Linked DNA regions of Sus scrofa: region 2 is linked to region 1. A link is a contact called in public HiChIP or PLAC-seq data. All regions are on one chromosome and are shown on one strand. The core of a region is the stretch at or near the end of the contact, and the rest is flanking DNA. Distances in the headings are between cores, read along the strand shown. Region 1 overlaps LOC110255705 (a long non-coding RNA gene). Region 2 overlaps CREM (cAMP-responsive element modulator).

Region 1 (6,211 bases), core at 1,008-3,507:
TTCTGTCAACTGATATATGGAAATATCTGTGTTGATCTGGAGTAAATCAAAGCCTCATTTCTGCCACGAGGAAACTGATGACGTGGTTGGTGAAGCTAACGTCCAAGGCATGTCTGCAGCGCACCCAGCCACTTACCTGGGTTATGCCGACTCATCTCAACAACCACTGTGAGTTAGAATTGGCTCTGCGTCAGAGATTTAGGAAACCAGGAGAGGTTAAAGAAAGTATTCAAACACCCTCAGGGGGCCAATGGCAGAACTAGGACTTAAGACCAGTCGGTCTAAGTGAGTGGTTCTTAATCAGAGATGGAGGAGCTGGCGGGAAGCCTCGGACCTGTGGTCCGAGGGGCAGGACAGCCCAGAACTGTGGCTCCTAGGGTGTCCTTCCTTGATGTTAATGAACAAAGTGAGATTGGAAGCTTTCAGGAGTTCCCACTGTGGCTCAGCAGTGGAAAAACCTGACTAGTATCCATGGGGATGTGGGTTCGGTCCCTGGCCTTGCTCAGTGGGCTAAAGATCAGGCCTTGCCACAAGCTGCAGCATGGGTCACAGATGTGGTTCAGATCTGGCGTCGCTGTGGCTGTGGCGTAGGCCTGCAGCTGCAGCTCCGATTCCACCCCTAGCCTGGGCATTTCCATACACTGCAGGTGTGGCCCTAAAAAGAAAAAAAGGGGGAGGGAACTGCCCCCCCAAAGGCAAAAACTAATAAAGAGTTTTAAGATGTATCTCTGTAAATTAAATTTAATGTATGCAAAATCTATGGTAAGTCCCGGCTGTTTTTATGATAATCAATAAGAGATCTTCTCCCCAGAGAGAAAACGGGTACTAGAAATACAAGCTGCACCAGAAGAGGAGTTCTTACTGAGGATCTACTTTCCTAGAAAAATGATCCTTTGTCACCTTAAAGAAGTGGTGTTGCCTCTGCACATCATGACAGGCTTTCTGAGCTGAGTCAAGCTGTGATCACTTTCTACCCCTCGTTCGCACAGAATCGTGGCTGGGGCAGGAGCTGGGACAGGTGAAAGGAAGCTGTTTGAAGAGAGAGGCCTCAACTCATTTAAAATAATAAAATGACTGCCTTCCTTCGGAATCGGGCAGGACTCTGGCCTAAAGAGGTTTGGGGATAATGATCTTGCCTGAATACGTGCAGAGTTGATGCTCCAAAATGGCCACGGCATCCAGTCCGTGTCACGGCTAAACTGCACCCAACCTTGACAACCCCCGTCACGGGCAGACGGGCCTTTCCATAAACCGTTAGCTCTGCCCCAGGCCCTGTGGCCTAAAAAGCATCGTTTGTTCTTTAAAGTACTGACACTCGGCCATCTTTTCTCTCTCCAATTCCACAGTCACAGGTCGGTCTGGGGACAGGCTGTCCATTGTTCTCTCCTTGTTTCACTGGTGGGCTCTATCCTATGGCAAGGTTTTTTTAATTGACTCTCAGATGATTGTAAGGGTAGCTCATGAATCAGAACCCGGGGCTCTCCATGTGACCGCCGGCTCTCACAGATCTGTATAAACTTCTAAATAGTTTTGGAGAAAGGCAAGCGCCTGTGTGTGTGTGTGTGTGTGTGTGTGTGTGTGTGTGTGTGTACTAATTCGAGCATCCCCCCAGAGACCTTGTCTTCCCCAGACCCGCAGCAGCCTCAGGCTGTGTTTCCCATTAAGGATTTATTTTCTTCTATGAAGGGATCTTTCTGCCCCCAAAGAGGCTCAGTTCCCACTTAGTGCCTGTTAGAAGGTCCCGGAGATTAGATTGAGCAGAGGGTCTCAGGATACAAGTTTCAATGCACATTATTCATAGAGAAAATAAGATCAGGGCTGAGAAAATCCAGTTTTGTGATGGGTGAGACAGGGGCCAGCTGTCATTCTTGCTGGATCCTGGGCGATTCATTAAACCTGTGTCTTCACCCCTCCCAAGGATAAAGGCACGTGTTCCTGCCCACTTCCGACCCGTTAGAGCCTTGCGTGGGCAATGAGATAATGCTTTGGGAGTTCGTCTGCATACCTGCCTTAAGGATGTGATAATTATTGGTGTTACCATGGTTCAGCACCTAGCAATGGCCCTCTGTGAGATGGGCATTCTCCCGGCTGACAGGTAAATAAGAACAGATCTGGCTTGTTCCAGACGCGCAGTCACAGCCTGTTGATAAATAGGGATCCAGAAGTCACATGCAGGCTGGCCTCAGGTAAACCGCGGCTCACACTCTATTTTTAGTTAATAGGGCTCTGCTGAAGTATGTCTCCAAGTCCCAGCCTTCTCACCCGTGGTTCATCGGGGTCACAGGCAATAGCTGTGCAGAATAAAGAGGCCGTCTGAGACCGTCTCAAGCATGAGAGCAAGAGCGAGCCCCATGTGGCAGGGCAGGGGGAGGTAGAGGGGCAATGGCCCTACCAATCCCAAAGTCACTGTCATCCAACGGTCCCCCCTCCTCTACCAGCCTTCTCACCAGGAGGCCTCACGGGCTGCTCAGAGCTCACCCCACTTTCCGATGAGCACCCTGCGCCTCCACCCCCGTGCACACTGGGTTCGAGACAGTTATGGCAACCTCACTTTCCACCGCCAAGTGTCTCCATTTGGTTGTTTCATCCTTCCTGCCAGAGCCCAGCCCCTGCCTGTTGACTCTGATACATCTTTCACAGAATCTCATTTTCATCCCTGTCACTGGAGTCCAAATGCCAACATACTGATTATTCTCGCTGTGACAAATACAGTCTCTCTTCAGCAGTCTCTTCAGATCTCGGTCTCCTGGGAAAACAGCTCCCTCCCCTCCGAGCCTTTTCCTAATATTGCCCACTCAGCTCAGCCCCAGCCCCTCTGAACCCTTTGCAAGTTCACCCCACCTACCCTTCCTATCTGTTCTGCGATGGCATCTTTTCCCAGCGTCTGCTTCACCTGTCTCCGCCTGTCTGTGTGACTCCAGGCTGCCCCTTGGTCAGCAGGACAGAGCCTTCTGCCTCCGTGGGCTGCTGCCAAGCTTAATTTTAGCACTCTGCAAATGACAGTAAGTCCTGCAAAGCAGATCAAAGCATTGGCCCCTGCATGCTGGCCAGCATGGCGAATGATTCTCTGGGACAGAGCAAACAACCTCGAAAATTTCTTATGAGTCAGCTGTGAGGCGCTCAGGCAAGCAAGATCACAGGACAAGTTCACACGTTCACATGGAATGACCAGGAGGCTCATTTGCCACAGAGGTCAAGCTCGTAGGCTGGCAGCCCCATCAGCCCGGCAGAAGGACAGGCTTCCGCAGAGATGTCTCTTCGGAGAATGTCACACTTAGGCCATCTCCAGACAGCCTCGCTTGGGCGAAGGTGGCCTTTGTCACGGGAATAAATCTGAGGTCCTTTTGATGAAGAAGCCCAGAATGCCATCTTCCACCACAGGAATGTCTTTCTCAAGCTTTTGGATAGAAAATAGTCAGCGGAAGGCTATCGGTTTTGGATGAATGATCCAAACTATCAATAAAAAATTATCAAATAGATGATCAGCCTTATACCTCTTTCTGTGTTATACAGGTCTGCTCAACTCTTCAGCAAGGACATGATTCCTGATCTATAGAATCTAGTTATTGGCCTATGTCTCTATTACAAAAGCGTTGAGAAGACCTCACCTCGCCTCTTCCCGAGAGTATTTGGGAGAGTAATGTGTGCATGCAGTTCCCTCTGAATATCTCTGGTATCCCAGGAATTTAAACGTTAGGGATGTTGACAGGGGCTGACATTTCCCATACGATGGTCTGGAAGGAGCTTGGTCCTGTGAAACAGACAGGCTGATCTTGAAATAAAGTTCACGGAGTCTGCTGAAGGGAAAAATCTCAGAAGCCAAGTATTATCAGGTCACGGGAATAACTGCAAGGCCCACCATGAGCAGTCAAAAAATCGGAGGGCTTGCTCTAAAGGTAAAACACATTTCCCTTCACAAAATGAGTAAAATTCACAGAATAAAATCAGAGAAGTCGGTTTTCTTTTCTTTCACATTCTCTCCCTTCATCGTGTAAAAATGTAGCTCTTCTCCCTCTCGTCCTTCCTGCTACGCATTTTATTAATTATCTTCCTATAGATTAATTATTAAAAACATTCTAATCACGAAGTTAATTAAAATTTAATTCTCACATCATATGAATGATGAGATAACACAAGCTTAGAAGGTTCAAGAAGACACAGAACACTGAGTTCCAGTATGTTGCACAATGCCCAGCACCTAGTAAGTACTCGCTAAACACTTCAGTAAATGGACAAACAAAGGCACTGAAGAAAGTGGACATGGGCATGGGTTGAGAATTAAAGAAGATAACTGTTCCTGCACAGAGAAGGTATTCCATATTTCCTCTTTTTCTTCCCTCCACAAAACAGCTAGAGAAATCGCTCTCTATTCCAGCCTCTCACTCAGTTTTTACAAATAGCAGGTGAGGAATTTCACTTCCTTACTGCGTTGGTCCACCAACAATGTCCAAGTCAGCAGGCAAGGCCCAAGATGCCCATGAGGGGAGTTGGAACTCACTCATTATTAATCCAGGTAGTGCCCCACCCTGCCTTAGCTCCAGAAGCCCCTGGATGGTTTTAGCAAACGCCCACTCTAGAAAGGATGGGTTCCAGAGAATCTTCCCCTCAAACAGTGAGTTGTCTTGCTGAGCCCTGCTCTGTGCTCCAGCCCATGGCTGCCCTTGGCCAGAGGGAAATCCAAAGAAAGGATCCAGTTCTTGATTACGGAGCAACAAAAGCCTAGCAACAGAGGAATGGGGGGGTAATTCCAGATTGCTCTACACTTTTTATTCTAATGACAAAGTGAGATCTTCCTGGGATGATCTGAGTATAATCCTTGCCTAAGATATGGCAGCAAACTTCAGACATCTTGGAGTTTCCACTATGGCTCAGCAGGCTAAGAACCCTGCTAATATCCATGAGGATGAGGGTTCGATCCCTAGCCCTGCTCAGTGAGTTAAGGATCTGGCATTGTCGCAACCTGCAGCATAGGTAGCAGATGTGGCTCAGATCCTCTGTTGCCATGGCTGTGGTGAGCCCTCAGCTGCAGCTCCTATTCGACCCCTAGCCCATTGGAATTTCCATATGCCACACATGTGGCCCTAAAAACAAAAAAACCCTTCAGAACCTCTTGAGTTCTTTCCATCCCTAGAAATCTTTGAACAATTCTAAAGTGCTCACATATTGACTAAGAGAAAAAAAAATTCCTGTGCTCAAGGGCCCACTTCGTTCCTCCACTGAGAAGCTTTCCCAGATGGTAGAGCACATATTAGCACCTAGGATGAGTGAGTACAGTCTGGCCAAAGAAAAACACGGCTGAGTAAACTTACATATCAAGCTCCTTAGAACATCTCATAGCAACTCTCATCATTTTTCTCACATAAAATGGCAATACCAACTCGGTTAAGTTTTACTTAAGTAAATGTTTGGAAATTCCTTAAAAAGTAAACACAGAAGACCAGAATTTTTTATTCTAACCTTGGATCACTAAAGGATTAAAGAGAAATGGAATGATTATTATAACAATTTTGTTATTTTCATATGAAGTTTTAATTTTGTTTTTTCATTAGTGGGAGTTCCCATTGTTTCATTAGTGGGAGTTCCCATTGTGGCTCATTGGGTTAATAACCCAACATAGTCCCCCTGAGGATGCAGGTTCTATCCTTGGCCTCGCTCAGTGGGTTAAGGATCCGGCATTGCCGCAGGCTGCAGCAGAGGTTGCAGATGCGTCTCAGATCCATGGTTGCCGTGGTTGTGGCGTAGGCCTGCAGTTGCATTTCCCTTTCAACCCCTAGCCTGGAAACTTCCATATGCTGAAGGTGCAGCTGTAAAAAGAAAAGAAAAAAAATAAAGTTTCACTGGTGTCATCCATATTTATAGATAGGTGTATAATTCATTTTATACGCATATATATGTGCACATTCCTAATGGAAACTTTGTTATTAAATTCAAGGATCATGATAAACTTATGTAATGTCCCTCTATAAGAGCCTTTTCTGACACCAACTGTTTATGTTGAAGTTCTTTCTGGCACCACCCACCGGCAGCTAACACAGACCTACAAATAAAGTCAGAGTGCACAGACGGTCCTACTTCAGATGCTAGCCAGAAGCAGTGTCCCCAAGCCACACGCACTCTTGTCCAACTGGCTCCAAAACCAGGGGCTTTCCATGATGTGTCAGGCTTGAGAAATTCACTAGAACAGCACGCAGAAGTCAGAAAATCTCTATCC
Region 2 (6,211 bases), core at 2,352-4,851, 1.1 Mb after region 1:
TCTAGCTCCTCTGGCAATAGCATTCAAACATTTTTAAAAAGCCTTTTAGCAAGTTAACAGTTTAAACTGATTTTTAAAACTTACCATCTCAAATAGCTCAAAATATTTCAAAATTTTCTATGACCTATAATAGGACATTTATGTATACAGTAGTTTTAAGAAGTCACAGAGACAAATTTAACATTTTTCCCAAGCCTATTCATAGAGATTTTGCTGGTGATCCTTATGTCTGTTGCAGATACTACTTATCACCATTGTTTATTAAATTATATATATAGAAGGAAAAACCTTATAAATGGTATTTCTGTTAGTTTTATGAAAGTCTTCACCCAAAGCCATATTTTATTCATTTCCCTATGGCCCTAGAGGGAAAAAAAACCTGGTATTTACCCCAAAGAAGCACATAGATCAATTTTTGCTGAAACTTTTAAACTGCTTTGCTGCTTTCAATGATAATATTTCTGTTTAAGTGAAAAAGATTTTGTTTCCCTTTTGGGTAGGATTTCAGTTCTTATACCATGGGCATAATGAAATAGAGCAGTGATGCATTTCATATTTTGATTGGCATTGTGTTCAGGTCAATTTTTATAGGAGTCGATAACTTTTAAAAATCTTTTTCTTGCATTTAGCTTTGAGAGAGCATGTATTTTATAATATCTCATCAGAATGTCAAGTTAATTCTGGACCAGACGTTCTCAAAGTTGAAACGTTGGTGGTAAAAACATGTTTCATCACTTAAATCCATCTGTCCTTTCTAGGAAGCTATGTTTATTGCAGTAGATAAGACAAATTTTGAAACTAAATTAGGACACGTTGAGGTCCTACTTTTAGTATTCAATCTGAATACTAAATAAACATTAAATTATCATTTAACTATGATGATACTATAATTAGAAAATGTGTTTTTAAAAAATAAACTATTTAAGGAGTTCCTGTTGTGGCTCAGAGGTAATGAACCTGACTAGAATCCATAAGGATGCAGGTTCGATCCCTGGCTTCACTCAGTGGGTTAAGGATCTGGCATTGCCATGAGCTGTAGTGTAGGCCAGCAGCTGTAGCTCCAGTTTGACCTCTAGCTTGAGAACTTCCATATGCTGTGGTGTTGCCCTAAAAAGACTAAATAAATAAATAAACAAACAAGTTCTTAGGAGTTCCCTGGTAGCTCAGGGGGTTAAGGATTAGGCATTGTCTCTGCTCCGGTTCTGATTGTTGCTGTGGCTCAGGTTCAATCCCTGGCCCCGGAACTCCTTTAGACCTTGGGTGCAGCCAAAACAAAACAGAAAAACAAAGGCTTAGAAATGTAATATTATCCTAAGAAATGTAAGAAAGATCAAAATGATCCCTCCCTGGAGAGACCATTTTTAAGTAGAGCTTCCCTGTTTCTTATGTTGTTCTTGGTTTAAAGCTAAAAATACACAGCTAGTATTTTCCTTGTAGTTCCTCAGTCGTCATCTGTTAATAAGACTTAGACTTATACAAAGACATTCAGGAACTGCTTCAGGCATGATATAGGGTCAGGCAAATCTCTTAACTGGGATATTCAGAGGACGGAGATGTTCTGATTAATTCAAAACGTCTGCAGTGGTGTTCTAGGGCCAGCTCGTACTAGTTTGCTGAAGTCAATTATTAAATTTTCAGGATTTTTATGAATGGGTTGCAAAAACAGCCATTATTAATAACTATATATGTATATATATAATAAATATATATATTAATAAAAATTACATTAAAATAATATTAATAAATATATAAAACCCACCCTCCCAATAATTTCATTTACATTCTTGAGGTTATTTACATCTACTTTATCTGAATGGTGTGCTGCTTACTGTGTTATGTCTTTCCAACTCTACATTCAGTGAAGTCACACTGGTAGCTTGAAATTGGCCATAGTGAAAGTATTTACATCATGGGAATCCATAGACACTACAGACCAGGGCTTTTTTCCCCCTAGAGAGCTGGTGGTTAAACATTTATCAGCCCACCACTGATATTAGGCTAAATGAACTAAGGGTTGAAAAGCCTCTCTACTTTAGCCTTTGATAAAAACCTTTCTAAAATGCATTAGGACATTTTTTTATGAAATGTGTAAAGCATGCTGAGAATCGTTGTTCCAAATGCTGAAGGGATCTTTAATACCTAAGATTTCTATAATGTTCAGAATAATCATCTTAAACATTAGCAACCTCATCTCTTATGACATGTAAAAAGAAGTATGTTATTTCCAGATCAATTTTATATAAAATATCAAGTGGTAAATTGTTTAAATAACTTGTGGTATTTTATTTCATTGCAGCTGCCACTGGTGACATGCCGACTTATCAGATCCGAGCTCCGACTACTGCTTTGCCTCAGGGAGTGGTGATGGCTGCCTCTCCGGGAAGCCTGCACAGCCCCCAGCAACTAGCAGAGGAGGCAACACGCAAACGAGAGCTGAGGCTAATGAAAAACAGGTAAGACATTTCGTGAGAAACCGCAACCACTTAGGGGTTATAATTTATTATCGTGGGGCTTTTTAAAAACTGCTTATCCTCAGCTATTTCTCCCAAGTTTTGTGTTTTGTGGCATTTTGTGTGGGTTTGTGCTTTGTGTGTGCTGCTGGTAGTCTTCTAATCAGAGTTTCAGCCATGAAACTACTTTATCAGCAGGAGGTATATCCTTATACATTTTAGGCTAATGTCTAAAAGGTACATTAATTTTTTTAATGATAATGGAAGGACTTTATTACAAATATTCATTTTGTACTCGGTATTTGCTTTGTGAAGTAGGTGATAAGTGTAGTTTTTTAAAATTTTATTTTATGGCCACATTCGTGGTATATGGAAGTTCCCAGTCCAGGGATTGAATCCTGGCCATATTTATGGCAGTGCTGGATCCTTTAACTCCCTAGGCCCGGCCAGGATCAAACCTGCACCTCTGCAGAGACCCCAGTCACTGCAATTGGATTCTTAACCCACTGAGCCACAGTGGGAACTCCTGATAAGTATAATTTTTTAGCTTCTTTTAAGCAGAATAAATTGGAGGTGAGTTTAGATTTTTCTATGTCCATTACATGTAGTTTTATCTGTTTTGTAACTTTGTTTTTTCTCTATTATACTGAGAAAAAAACAAAATTTTCCATATCTAGTCTGAAAAATTCTGGCTGAGTACCAATACAAAGCAAGAGGAAGAAATAAAATTACCCGCAGCCCCGGCACAGAGAGAGAGACACCTCCTACGGCACGTACACTTCTGGTTCCCTGTCTCATTTTCTCACACATTTCATTGGCTAGAAATAGCTAAGAGAATCCCTAGCTGCATGGGATTCTGAGAAGGGTCTATGTTAGCTTCCAGATTTCAGTTTCAGAGCAGAGCAAGAGAGAAGCAGATGATAAATGGCTACTAGATCGCTCAGTGTCTGTTGAGCCGGTTTTCAGCGATTGTGGCTTCCATTTCTTTAGCTTGCACGTGACTTGCACATGAGAACAGGTCTGGTTATTCTCCTTACTTCACAGAGGAGGAACTGAGGCTCAGAGAGGTCAGGTAACAAGCTGATTAAGATCACGCAGCCCAAACTGGACAGAGCCTGGAACTAGAAGCAGGCCGTCTTTACCCAGAGGCCACACTGTGCCACACAGGAGTCACCTTGGAGACACAGCGGGGTCAGCTGCAGATTTAGCTTCCCAGAGAGTGTGTTGGATTTATTCATTAACGTGAAAGACCTCTCATGCGTTCTCTTTTTGGAAGGAATAAATTATTTGGCTGGCATTCATAATAGATACTGAAGTGTATTTCTCCGACCCAGCAACAGCCTTTATTTCTCTACCAACCTGCTCAGCTTTTCCACTTTGCTGTGTATTTCCTCCCCATGCTAAGGAGGCATCCAGACCCATGCAAGCCCTGAAGACCGAGCTCACTATTAATAGAAGAAACAGGTGTTTTCCATCGCTCAGGCCTCCTTAGGAATGTGACCGTCCAGAGCTCTGTGCTTAGAGCATTTTGACTCGTGACTTGCAGGCAGGCACATGAAATATGGAGTCTGGGTATTTACAGTAAATAGTACAGCTTGGTAAATAAGATTTTAAAAATTAGACATCCCGCCACACTGCTCTTCAATATTTAAAACTTTGTTTAATGGTTAACCTGTTGTGTAAAGAGACTGTCTTCCTTCCAGATCTAGAATTTAATAGAATGATTCCATCATGAAACCTTCGGTGTTTTAGTTCCTCTGTAGAAGAGCTGAATTACATTCCCAAACTGACAAATGTTTACGTGTACTTGGATTTATTCTTGACTTTGCCCCACGCATCATTGACATTGAGTTCATCTTTTTAAATCAGACTCGGTTCACTTTTACACTGTCAATTTTTCTGAGCCCCGGTGGAGAAGTCGGAGAACCTTGTGAGTTTACAGGGTGACGGCATTGTTCTCGGCTGGGAAGCAGGGCTTGAGCTTTTCCTGCAGTTCATTGGGATTTCAAGACCTCTCCTCTGCAGAGAAAACACTGATAACCAGCTGTTAGTGAGGGTGAGCTATCCTAAAAATAAAGCAGAACGGGCCAGATGTGGTGCACATGTCCCTCCTGGTTCAGAGTTAGAGCATTCAGCACACCTTTGTTGATGTATGTTTAAGTTATCTATTGCAATGCAGGCTTTTTGCTGTGATGAGTAGCCCAAAGGCAGTTATTGTCAAGGGTATACTCCAAAATAAAGCTGTTATCAGAGGGTATATTCTACAGAGGAGTTAAACCGTGCAGTTACCACCCCCCCTCTCACCCACCCCACCCCCCAAAAAAGGAGCAAGAGCAAATGTCTGTATCTGTTGGTTTGGGCGGGGTTATGCGTGGAGATGACTAACTCGGCTCATCTGTTTATTCGTGTGCGCTGCTTTGGCTGCTGGTCTGGGCTTTCTTGGGGCGCATCTGCAATGCTTTAAATCCCAGGAATCGGTTAGCGGATGTGTGTCTCGTAACATCCTTTCCCTGATTTCTGCTGTGGCGTCCCACGTGCCCGGGTTGCCATTGTCTGAATTTCTGACCCCGTGTTCTGTACCCTCCCTTCTTTCCTTCTGTAGTTGTCAGAAGCAGAGTCCCTTTTGTTTCGGTTCTGGTTTTTGAAACTGTGCATGATTTGCTTATTGTTATCCATATTGTTTTCTAGCTGATCAACTGTTGCTTGCAGTCATGATTGTTGTACTGATTTAGTCTTGAAGAGTCAAAATCTCCAACATCGACATTTCAGGCTTCTAAGGATTCATTTTTCTAATCATTTTTTATTTTTAAATCAAGTTAGCTCACTGTGATGGAAGGTATGGCTTTTGGTGGACCCAAATAAGAGACCTGGAAAGATCTGTACATGTGTTTGTAGCAGTTCCGCTTGGGGTGGTGGTCCTGTTGTTCTGGTTACTGAGAAGCTTCTGGTCACTGTGATGGGACATGCGCCCTAAGAGAACAGAATGCTGGGCGAGTTGTCTCGCTCTGCCGTCGTGTGCGCTCCTCAGGCAACCTCACCAGGTGGCATGTGCTTGGTTACAACCGAGTGTGGCTCTGTCCGGACCCTCCCGAGGCCTGACCGGCGGTGGCGCTGGGGGGCAGAGGTCGACGAGCCACTCTGGATGGTCCTGACGGGTTGTTCCTGTAGTCATTTGCCTTGTGTTGGTTCCAGGGAAGCCGCCCGGGAGTGTCGCAGGAAGAAGAAGGAATATGTCAAATGTCTTGAAAACCGTGTGGCTGTGCTTGAAAACCAAAACAAGACTCTCATTGAGGAACTCAAGGCCCTCAAAGACCTTTATTGCCATAAAGCAGAGTAACTGGCTTTGACATGGACCTTGTTTGCCCTGAACTCTAACCCCGGCAGGAGGTGCCGCCGTCCTGCTCATTGCCGTGTGGACTTGTGGAAGGGACCCTTGTGACCCTTCTTAAGGAACCCAGTTGGGCTTAGTGTGTGGAAGTTGACTTGGGAATGTTGTTCCAGGATGCGGAAGGCAGCCGTGATCCCCGTCACCAGGCTTGCTTCAGTCGCGGTGTCAGTAGCGTGCGAAACATGCTTTGTTTGCCCTTTTGCTTCTACTTTCTTGCAGGGAAGCTGCTAAGGAATGTCGCCGTCGAAAGAAAGAGTATGTCAAGTGTCTGGAGAGTCGGGTTGCAGTGCTGGAAGTTCAGAACAAGAAGCTCATAGAGGAACTGGAAACCCTGAAAGACATTTGCTCTCCTAAAACAGATTAGTAGAAATAT

What was found. HiChIP or PLAC-seq counts read pairs in DNA pulled down with a chosen protein or histone mark.
Region 2: an H3K27ac HiChIP or PLAC-seq map of skeletal muscle shows a contact between it and region 1. The contact joins two enhancer-like sites. A contact is called at or near these places in 1 of 47 Hi-C or Micro-C datasets (skeletal muscle) and 1 of 2 datasets of contacts at active chromatin or transcription factors (skeletal muscle).

The regions. Positions count from the first base shown.
Region 1 is chr10:56,767,939-56,774,149 of Sscrofa11.1, forward strand. It overlaps LOC110255705 (a long non-coding RNA gene), which reads left to right. Exons shown (of 2, transcript XR_002336405.1): 2 at 812-3,479. Among named protein-coding and RNA genes, the nearest start is that of NRP1, 340 kb to the left of the region's middle. Within about 2 kb of position 2,258, at least 8 of the 83 cell types and tissues checked have an H3K27ac peak or open chromatin away from gene starts, as enhancers often do. A contact at or near this core is called in skeletal muscle, where this site is marked.
Region 2 is chr10:57,888,805-57,895,015 of Sscrofa11.1, forward strand. CREM (cAMP-responsive element modulator) reads left to right here. Exons shown (of 8, transcript XM_021064986.1): 7 at 2,297-2,453; 8 at 6,058-6,211. The coding sequence ends at 6,202. Among named protein-coding and RNA genes, the nearest start is that of CREM, 62 kb to the left of the region's middle. Within about 2 kb of position 3,602, at least 11 of the 83 cell types and tissues checked have an H3K27ac peak or open chromatin away from gene starts, as enhancers often do. A contact at or near this core is called in skeletal muscle, where this site is marked.